Linked DNA regions of Sus scrofa: region 1 is linked to region 2. The links are chromatin contacts, called in public HiChIP or PLAC-seq maps. All regions are on one chromosome and are shown on one strand. Each heading gives the region's core, a stretch centred on a gene start, on an enhancer-like site or on the middle of the called end of the contact. The rest is flanking DNA. Distances are from core to core; before and after follow the strand shown.

What was found. HiChIP or PLAC-seq counts read pairs in DNA pulled down with a chosen protein or histone mark.
Region 1: a contact with region 2 is called in an H3K27ac HiChIP or PLAC-seq map of alveolar macrophages. The contact joins two enhancer-like sites. A contact is called at or near these places in 1 of 5 promoter capture datasets (fetal liver), 8 of 47 Hi-C or Micro-C datasets (blood, fetal liver, fetal skeletal muscle and 5 more) and 1 of 2 datasets of contacts at active chromatin or transcription factors (alveolar macrophages).

What each region holds. Positions count from the first base shown.
Region 1 is chr7:22,750,626-22,754,616 of Sscrofa11.1, reverse strand. No RefSeq gene overlaps it. Among named protein-coding and RNA genes, the nearest start is that of TRIM26, 15 kb to the left of the region's middle. Within about 2 kb of position 1,251, at least 5 of the 83 cell types and tissues checked have an H3K27ac peak or open chromatin away from gene starts, as enhancers often do. A contact at or near this core is called in alveolar macrophages, where this site is marked.
Region 2 is chr7:22,667,211-22,671,211 of Sscrofa11.1, reverse strand. It overlaps TRIM31 (tripartite motif containing 31), which reads left to right. Exons shown (of 11, transcript NM_001206402.1): 10 at 989-1,168; 11 at 2,259-3,021. The coding sequence ends at 2,785. Among named protein-coding and RNA genes, the nearest start is that of TRIM31, 12 kb to the left of the region's middle. Within about 2 kb of position 1,286, at least 13 of the 83 cell types and tissues checked have an H3K27ac peak or open chromatin away from gene starts, as enhancers often do. A contact at or near this core is called in alveolar macrophages, where this site is marked.

The DNA.
Region 1 (3,991 bases), core at 2-2,501, 83 kb before region 2:
ACTCTTACTTCCTGTACTGGTTTTCCTCCAAGTTTTGATGTCTGAAAAACAATCTCATACACACTTTAGTATGCATCCACTTAGTCACGGTTATTGTTGTCCTATGGAATTAGTGCTTCCTTAAGCTTCTCACATGTTTATCTGTCTCTGCTTATGGCTGCCTCCTGCCTCCGCCCCTTTCCTGCTGGATTGACTGCCCTCTTCCTGGGAGGGAAATGTTAGGAGCTCTCTCAGCAGAGATTTGTGCTAAATTACTTTTCTTTTCTTTTTTTTTTCTTTCTAGGGCCACACCCTCGGCATATGGAGGTTCCCAGGCTAGGGGTCGAATCAGAGCTGTAGATGCTGGCCTATGCCAGAGCCACAGCAACGCAGGATCCAAGCCGCGTCTGCAACCTACACCACAGCTCATGGCAATGCCGGATCTTTAACCCACTGAGCAAAGCCAGGGATCGAACTCACGTCCTCATGGGTACTAGTTGGATTCGTTACCACTGAGCCATGACAGGAACTCCGAAAAATACTGATTTTTAGTCTCCTTCAGACTGTTCTGTAATTGACGTTCTTAGGGTGGCACTTCTCCAGGTAGTATCTTCCCTTGTGGAAAGGGGTCATTTTTTCATGTGTTTTTTGGTTTGTTTGCTTTGGGTTTTCTTGGAGTTTTGGCCACACCCATGGCATGTGGAAATTCCCAGGGCCAGGAATTGAACTGGCACCACAGCAGTGACAATGTTTAATCCTTAACTGCTAGGCCACCAGGGAACTACCTTTTTTTCCTTTTCTTTGTCTTTTTATGGCTGCACCTGCAGCATATGGAAGTTCCCAGGCTAGGATCTGAGTCCTGAGTCTAGAGCAGAGGAGGTGTCCCATTCCAGCCACCACAGCCTGGACTGTCACAGCCACTCAGGATTTAAAGAGTAAAAACAAAATTCCTTGAGCATGTCAGTGTACTGGTCTGTTTTCTTGTGAAACTGAAAAAAAAAATTCAGACTGACCACTTGACTCACAGCGTGCCTGGCAGAAACGAATTATGCCACTGCACCATGGCAGGAACGCCCTTATTTATTTTTGATAACAGTATCCTAAGATGGGTTCTTGTCCCCAGTTTTCAAACCAGGAATCTGGAAGCTCAAGGAGATTAAGTAAACCTCCCAAAGATCACACAACTAACATGTGAGTCAGGATATGAATCAGGGTCTTCCTGTTTCTAGAGCTCATGGTTTTCCCTGAGCCCAAAGGTATGAGGTCATTGCTTTCCCAAGAGACTAGAAGGAAGTACCCAAAGTTGGTCCCCTTTTCTATGAGGAACAAGCTGATGCTCAGGGGGTAGAAGCAGCACGCAAATGGGGGTGATTTTCCAAAGGTCAAAGTCATTGACTGAGCCAAGACCGGAATAGCAGGCCTTTACATCTGCAGGGTGGGCACCTTGACTTGTGCATTCATTGTTATTTCTGCTTGGTTCTTTGGGCCACTCACTCAGTCTCAGAATCCCTATACAAAGAGACTGCTGTGAGGGGATGGTAATGGCTTTATTGTCATGATGAGGATAATTAGCTCTTAAGTCTTCTTTCTAATGGGGATGGGAGGGAGAGAATTTACCAAGATACTCTTCACTGGTGATAGCCCCCTAGTCCCAAATTAAAGATAATCTACACAGCAATTCTCATTAGTTTAGGTTTTTGTTCTTCCGTGAATTAGAATATATTTCCTTCCTTCCTTCCTTCCTTCCTTCCTTCCTTCCTTCCCTCCTTTCTTGTTTTTGCTTTTTTAGAGCCGCATCTGCAGTATGTGGAGGTTCCCAGACTAGGGGTCCAATTGGAGCTGCAACTGCCAGCCTACAACACAGCAACATCAGATCTGAGAGCCACGTCTGCCACCTACACCACAGTTCATGGCAATGTCTTGATTCTTAACCCACTGAGTGAGGCCAGGGATGGAACCCGCAACCTCATGGTTCTTAGTCGGATTCGTTTCCCCTGTGCCATGATGGGAACTCCTTCTTTCTTTCTTTCTTTTTTTTAATTCCCTACTCCGACATCCAGGCAATGAAGCTACACTTTTTTTGAAGTCAGGGCACATCCAGCCCTAGAGAGGCTGTGACCAGAGGCCGCTCCTGGCTCCACTTCTTCCTTCACCTGTGGTTCTGAGTATCTGAGATTCTGGTTCTGCCACCTCCGTCATGTTTGCCCTAGAGTGCTTGACTGGACTTATCCCAGGTTTTCAACTTTGCCCCAGGTTTCTCCATCACATATGAGAAAAAGAATAGATAAGTGAGGGTTTTCTTACTTTTTTTTTTTTTTGGTCTTTTTGCCATTTCTTGGGCCGCTCCTGTGGCATATGGAGGTTCCCAGGCTAGGGGTCCAATCGGAGCTGTAGCCACCGGCCTACACCAGAGCCACAGCAACGCAGGATCCGAGCCGCGTCTGCACCTACATCACAGCTCACGGCAACGCTGGATCCTTAACCCACTGAGCAAGGGCAGGGGCCGAACCCGCAACCTCATGGTTCCTAGTTGGATTCGTTAACCACTGCGCCACGACGGGAACTCCCAGGGTTTTCTTACTTCTAAATACATTCTTTTTGGTGCCCATTTAAGATGCTTACACCAGTATGATTCTGACTTGGACTTGTCATCTGAGACATCATTCACTGAGCTTCCCTCCAGGAGCTCATTCTAAGGGAATCTGCCCCAACACCATCTTCAACATTAACTGCTTACTAAATGCCAAGCACTGTAACAGGCCCATCACATTTGTGATATTGTGATTTGTAAGAAGTAGATGTTTGGTCATTGAGATATATTTCTCATATATATTTGACTTTTGTGCATAATTTCTGGTTCAACAATTCCCTATACCTTTGGAATTTCCTGAAGGATAAAAGCAGTGGGAACATCTCTTGTTATGCTATGTGATATGTTGTCCTCCTTTCCTAAAAATTCTTCAGATTCATAAAGGTGAAATGAGTAGCTTGTTATTTATTTGTTTGTTTGTTTGTTTATTTATTTATTTTTAGGGCCTCACCTGTGACATATGGAGGTTCCCAGGTTAGGGGTTGAATCGGAGCTGTAGCTGCTGGTCTACACCACAGCCACAGCAATGCCAGATATGAGCTGCGTCTGTGACCCACACCACAGCTCACAGCAACCCCAGATCCTTAACCCACTGAGGGAGGCAAGGGATCAAACGTGCATCCTCATGGTTACTAGTTGGTTTCCTTACCGCTGAGCCGCAATGGGAACTCCAGGGTGGCTTGTTATGAAAAACAACTGAGCTTATGTTAATGAGGTGACTTTTGGAAGTCACCTGAGGATGGGTGCTGGTTGCCAGGGAAAACAACCAGAAAAAAAGAGGGTTGGAACTCTCAGTCTCCATCCCCTCATTTCTGGGAAGAGGCTAGAGGTTGAATCAATCACCACTGGCCAATGAGTTAATCAGTCACGCTTGTGTGATGAAGCTTCCATAAAAACCCAAAAGGGAAGGAGTTTCTAGAGCTTCCAGGTTGGGGAACCAGGACACTTCCCTGTGCTAATGCTCCAGGCCCCATGCACCAGGAGAACGGGAGCTTCTTGGTTTGAGACCTCACCCTGTGTATCTCTTTATCTGGCTATTGATTTGTGGCCTTTAAAATCCACTGTAATAAATCAGTAGTCTAGTGAGTCAGCAGATTTTCTGAGCTCTGCGAGCCACTCTAGAAAGTTAACTGAACCCAAGGATAGGGTCATGGAAACCTCAGACTCATAGTTAGTGGGTCAGAAGTACAGGTAACAGCCTGGACTTGCGGCTGGCCCCCGAAGTGGACAATGGTCTTGTGGGACTGAATCCCTGGAATGTGCTCTGCAGGCAGGTAGTGTCAGAACATTGATGGTAGGACACCCGGCTGGTATCCAGAGAGCTGCAGTGATGTGGAGAAATAGTCCCTTCCCCCTGCTACCGCCCCACATTGGAACTGGATTCCAGAACCACATCACAGGTGTTAATTCATTTAAGCTTGA
Region 2 (4,001 bases), core at 37-2,536:
ACCAGGTTTGTTTGCCTGATGCGCAGCAAGCCAAATACTGAGATGCTGAGGTTTGAAGCAGAGAAGGTTTATTCACAAAGCCGCCAAGGGAGGAGGTGGGAGACCCACTCCTTGAAGGAAAGAGCCTCAATTTTCTTCTGAGATAATGAAACAAGGTGGCCTGAGGCATGGGAAAGGCGGAGTCCCCTTCCCCTCTGTTTGGGCAGGTGGATCCAGGTTACAGTCTTCTTTGTGGATACACTTTCAAAAATGAAGCTGCTTAGCATAATCTGAGGGTATCATTTTGAACCTCTGATGCGAAAAGTTGTTCATCAGACTCCTGCACAAGCCCAGTTTTAGCACTGCTGGTCCCAACCTGCCTTAGCCAGCCGGAACAGGACAAGAGCTGACACCAAGTTCCTAAAAAGCAACTTAAGCCCCCACTACCAAAGTAACCCATATGTCAGGAGTTCCCAACGTGGCTCAGTAGAAACGAATCTGACTAGCATCCAAGAGGATGCAGGTTCGATCTCTGACCTTGCCCGGTGGGTTAAGGATCCAGTGTTGCTGTGAGCTGTGGCATAGGTTGCAACTTCGGCTTGGATCCCACGTTGGTGTTGGGTGGCTGTGGTGCAGGCCAGCAGCTGTAGCTCTGATTTGACCCCTAGTCTGAGAACCTCCATATATGCCTTGGGAGTGGCCTTAAAAAGACCAAAAAAGTGACCCGTATGTCAGAGGTTTGATCTATCGCTGGTTAATGCTCGTGATATATTACATAGGCTACATGAAGCTTGGAGAGTATGCAATTAAAGAGAGGGAAAAGATAACTAAAATGAACTTAATAAGTAAAGGCAGTTTATATGCAGAGGGATTTTAACAAGCTGTACCCTTAAACATTGAGGTAAGACAAGCTCAAAAATTTCTGTTAGTCCGTGGCTTCAGGCCATGGACAATGATTGCTGCCTTGCTCCCATCGACCTCTTTTTTTCTCCTCTCCTTCTCCTTAAAGATGACAGAAACGCTAAACCACTACCGCCAAAGCTCAAACTATCACCTTCACTGCCCAACCTGTTCCGGAGCCGAAGCCGGGCCTCTATTGCCTCATTTGTTTTCTATTCAAACGAAGACAGCTCTGAAGACCCGGGAAGCCCTGGAGCTGCGTGGACTGAAGAGCTCAAGGCGGCGCTGAGTGAGTGGCTGAGAGCAATCAAGAGTCCCTGACTGCGTGGAGTGGGGCTGAGGGAGTGGAAGGTGGGAGAGAGGCCCCGGGCTACTGAGAACAGAGACGGGTGATGGTGGTGACACTTGGAGAAGGGAGCGGGTGTACTTGAGCAGAAAAAGGGCAATCGGGTAGCGTCAGCGCGTGGCTTCTGCTTATTGCTTTGGCTCTGGTGCCCCTTGTGGATGAAGAGTGTCACTACAGTTGATTGCTCAGGTCTTTTTTTTTTTTTTTTTTTTTAATTTAAATTATTTACCTAGGCATCAGTTCAGTCAGATTGGAATCTAAGAGACCAGTAAGAACTGCTTAGGTCACAATCTACCTTACTCATCCCCATGTACCTAGACACTCTTTCTCCTCTTCCCCACATTCCTACATCCTCCATCCCTCCCAATCCCCACCCTCCTTCCAGCAAGGGAAAACTAAGTAATATTACAGTACAAGGGTGTGAGATTAGATAGCAAATCAGGAGATACCATGAGTCTCTCGTTCCTAAGTCCGTGGCAAAGTCTGGAACCACGGCTATTCAAGCCATTGCGGGGGGGTGGGGGGTGGATGGAGGACTTCTGGCCTTGATAACCTATAACTCAATGATAACTCAATGTCCAAATTCAATGAAAATTGTGCCTGTGTGGTGAGATGAGAGCTAACTTTCTCCCTCCGTACCCCACCCCTCCATTCATCCCTGTCTTTGAGGGGCTGCACTTTAGAAAATTACTCCAGCACAGTCTGAGCCTTGACATCTTTTATATAAGTTCAGATCTTGTTCTGGATATGAGGACCACAGGAGATGGGGAAGGAAGAGGAAATAGTCTTGCTTTGGGTGTAGAAATGATGCCTTGTGACCAGCAGTGGAGAGCACCCACAGAGCAGCACATGATGAAATTTAAGGATTAACTTCAAGGAGGGGGAAGGGGCTAGGACTTCTCTGGGGACAAAGAGGACCTTGACTTTGAAGAGAAAGTCATCCTCAGGGGAAACTAAGAGGTAGGGGTCTGGAGGACTTGACCTGGGGCTAGCACCCCGGAAAGAGGCTACCACCCTCCTCATCTTCCCGCAGCCCCAGTGACCCTGGATGCGGCCTCGGCTCATCCGGACCTCATCATTTCCCAGGATCTGAAGACAGTGACGCTGGACCCTGTTCCTCAAAGTCGCTGTGCTGAACCCACTGACCCTGCTCGCTTCCATCCATTCCGCTGTGTTCTGGGCTTGCCAGGCCTCTCCTCGGGCTGCCAGACCTGGGAGGCGGAGCTTGAAGGGCCTGAAGGCGGGGGCTGCTTGGTGGGCGTGGCCTCGGAGCTGGTAACGCGGAGGGGCCCCCTGATGATCGAACCCTTGACTGGCTTCTGGGTGCTGCGCATTGTGGGTTTCGACTGCCAGGCGCTCACCGAGGGTGGCACCCGGGAGGAACTCTCAGTCCGTCCCAGGAAAGTGGGGATCCACGTGAATCACGAGGGCGGAGAAGTCGTCTTCTACGACTCCATCACAAGCAGCCGCATCTACACCTTCCACACCTCCTTTCCAGGGCAGGTCTTACCCTTTTTCCGGCTTCTTTTTCCGGGCACCCAGATCACCCTGAGTCCCTAGAGTTCTTTTGCCTTCCTCTCGGTCTCCTCCCCGTTACCCCCTCGCTTTGGGATGCGCTGTAGCTGGTATGTAGGGTTGAAGCTAGACTTCCAGGAGCCCTTTGCATACTTCATGCTCCCTAATCCAGGCCTGTTGCCTCTGATCCCGCTTTAAATTTTCCTTTGGTCTTTCAGTCCCCCTTTCCCCCCAACATGCCTAGGTTGAAAAGAAAGTTTCAAATACACGACAAAACTCCACACAAGACTATTTATTGTAGCACTTTTGTAACAGGACAAGACTGCAAACAACTCAAATGTAAGTCACTAGGGGATGGTTGAAAACTGCACAGAGAAAGCATCCAGCTGCATCCTGGTTGAGATGCAGATACAGGGGACGGGACAACTGACTTTGGGGCAGCTGTCTCCTCCTCCACTTCATTCCCAGAAGCTCCTGGGTGTGTGTATGGGCTTGGCCCATCTGGGCATTATCGTGGGATCTGAAAAACGGGATGCCGATGGCCAAAAACCACGGAAAGATGCTTGACATCACTAATTATTAGAGAAATGCAAGTCAAAGCTACAATGAGGTACCACCTCACACCAGTCAGAGTGGCCATCATCAAAAAGTCTACAAACAATAAATGCTGGAGAAAAGGGGACCCTTTACACTGTTGGTGGGAATGTAAACTGGTGCATCTACTATGAATAGCAGTATGGAGGTTCCTTAAAGAAACAAACTATAAAACTACCAAATGACCCTGCAATCCCACTCCTGGCATATATCATGCTGGACCATGGATATTGTCTCCCCAGGCAGTTCAGCCTGGCCTGCCCTCTTGCCTTCTACCCACTTTGCAAATGAAGACTCTCTATGTATTATTACAGGATGATGTCTAGGACATAAGTGAAAAAAGCAAGGTAGACAGCAGTGCCCACAGTATGCTACATTTTACCTAAGAAAAGGGAAATGTACATATACCTTTTTTGCCTATACTTGTTTTTTAAGTAGGAGGATAAACCAAAACCTAACAAAAACAGTTACCCAAGGGGAGAAAGGAAAACCGGGTGGAAGGAATGAGAGTCTTTTATTTTTTTATCTTTTTTTGCTTTTTTCGAGGGGGGGGCACACCCCTGTAAGTTCCCAGGCTAGCGGTCTAATCAGAGCGGATGTGAGCCGCATCTGCCACAGCTCAAGGCAACGCTGGATCCTTAACCCACTGAGAAGGCCAGGGATCAAA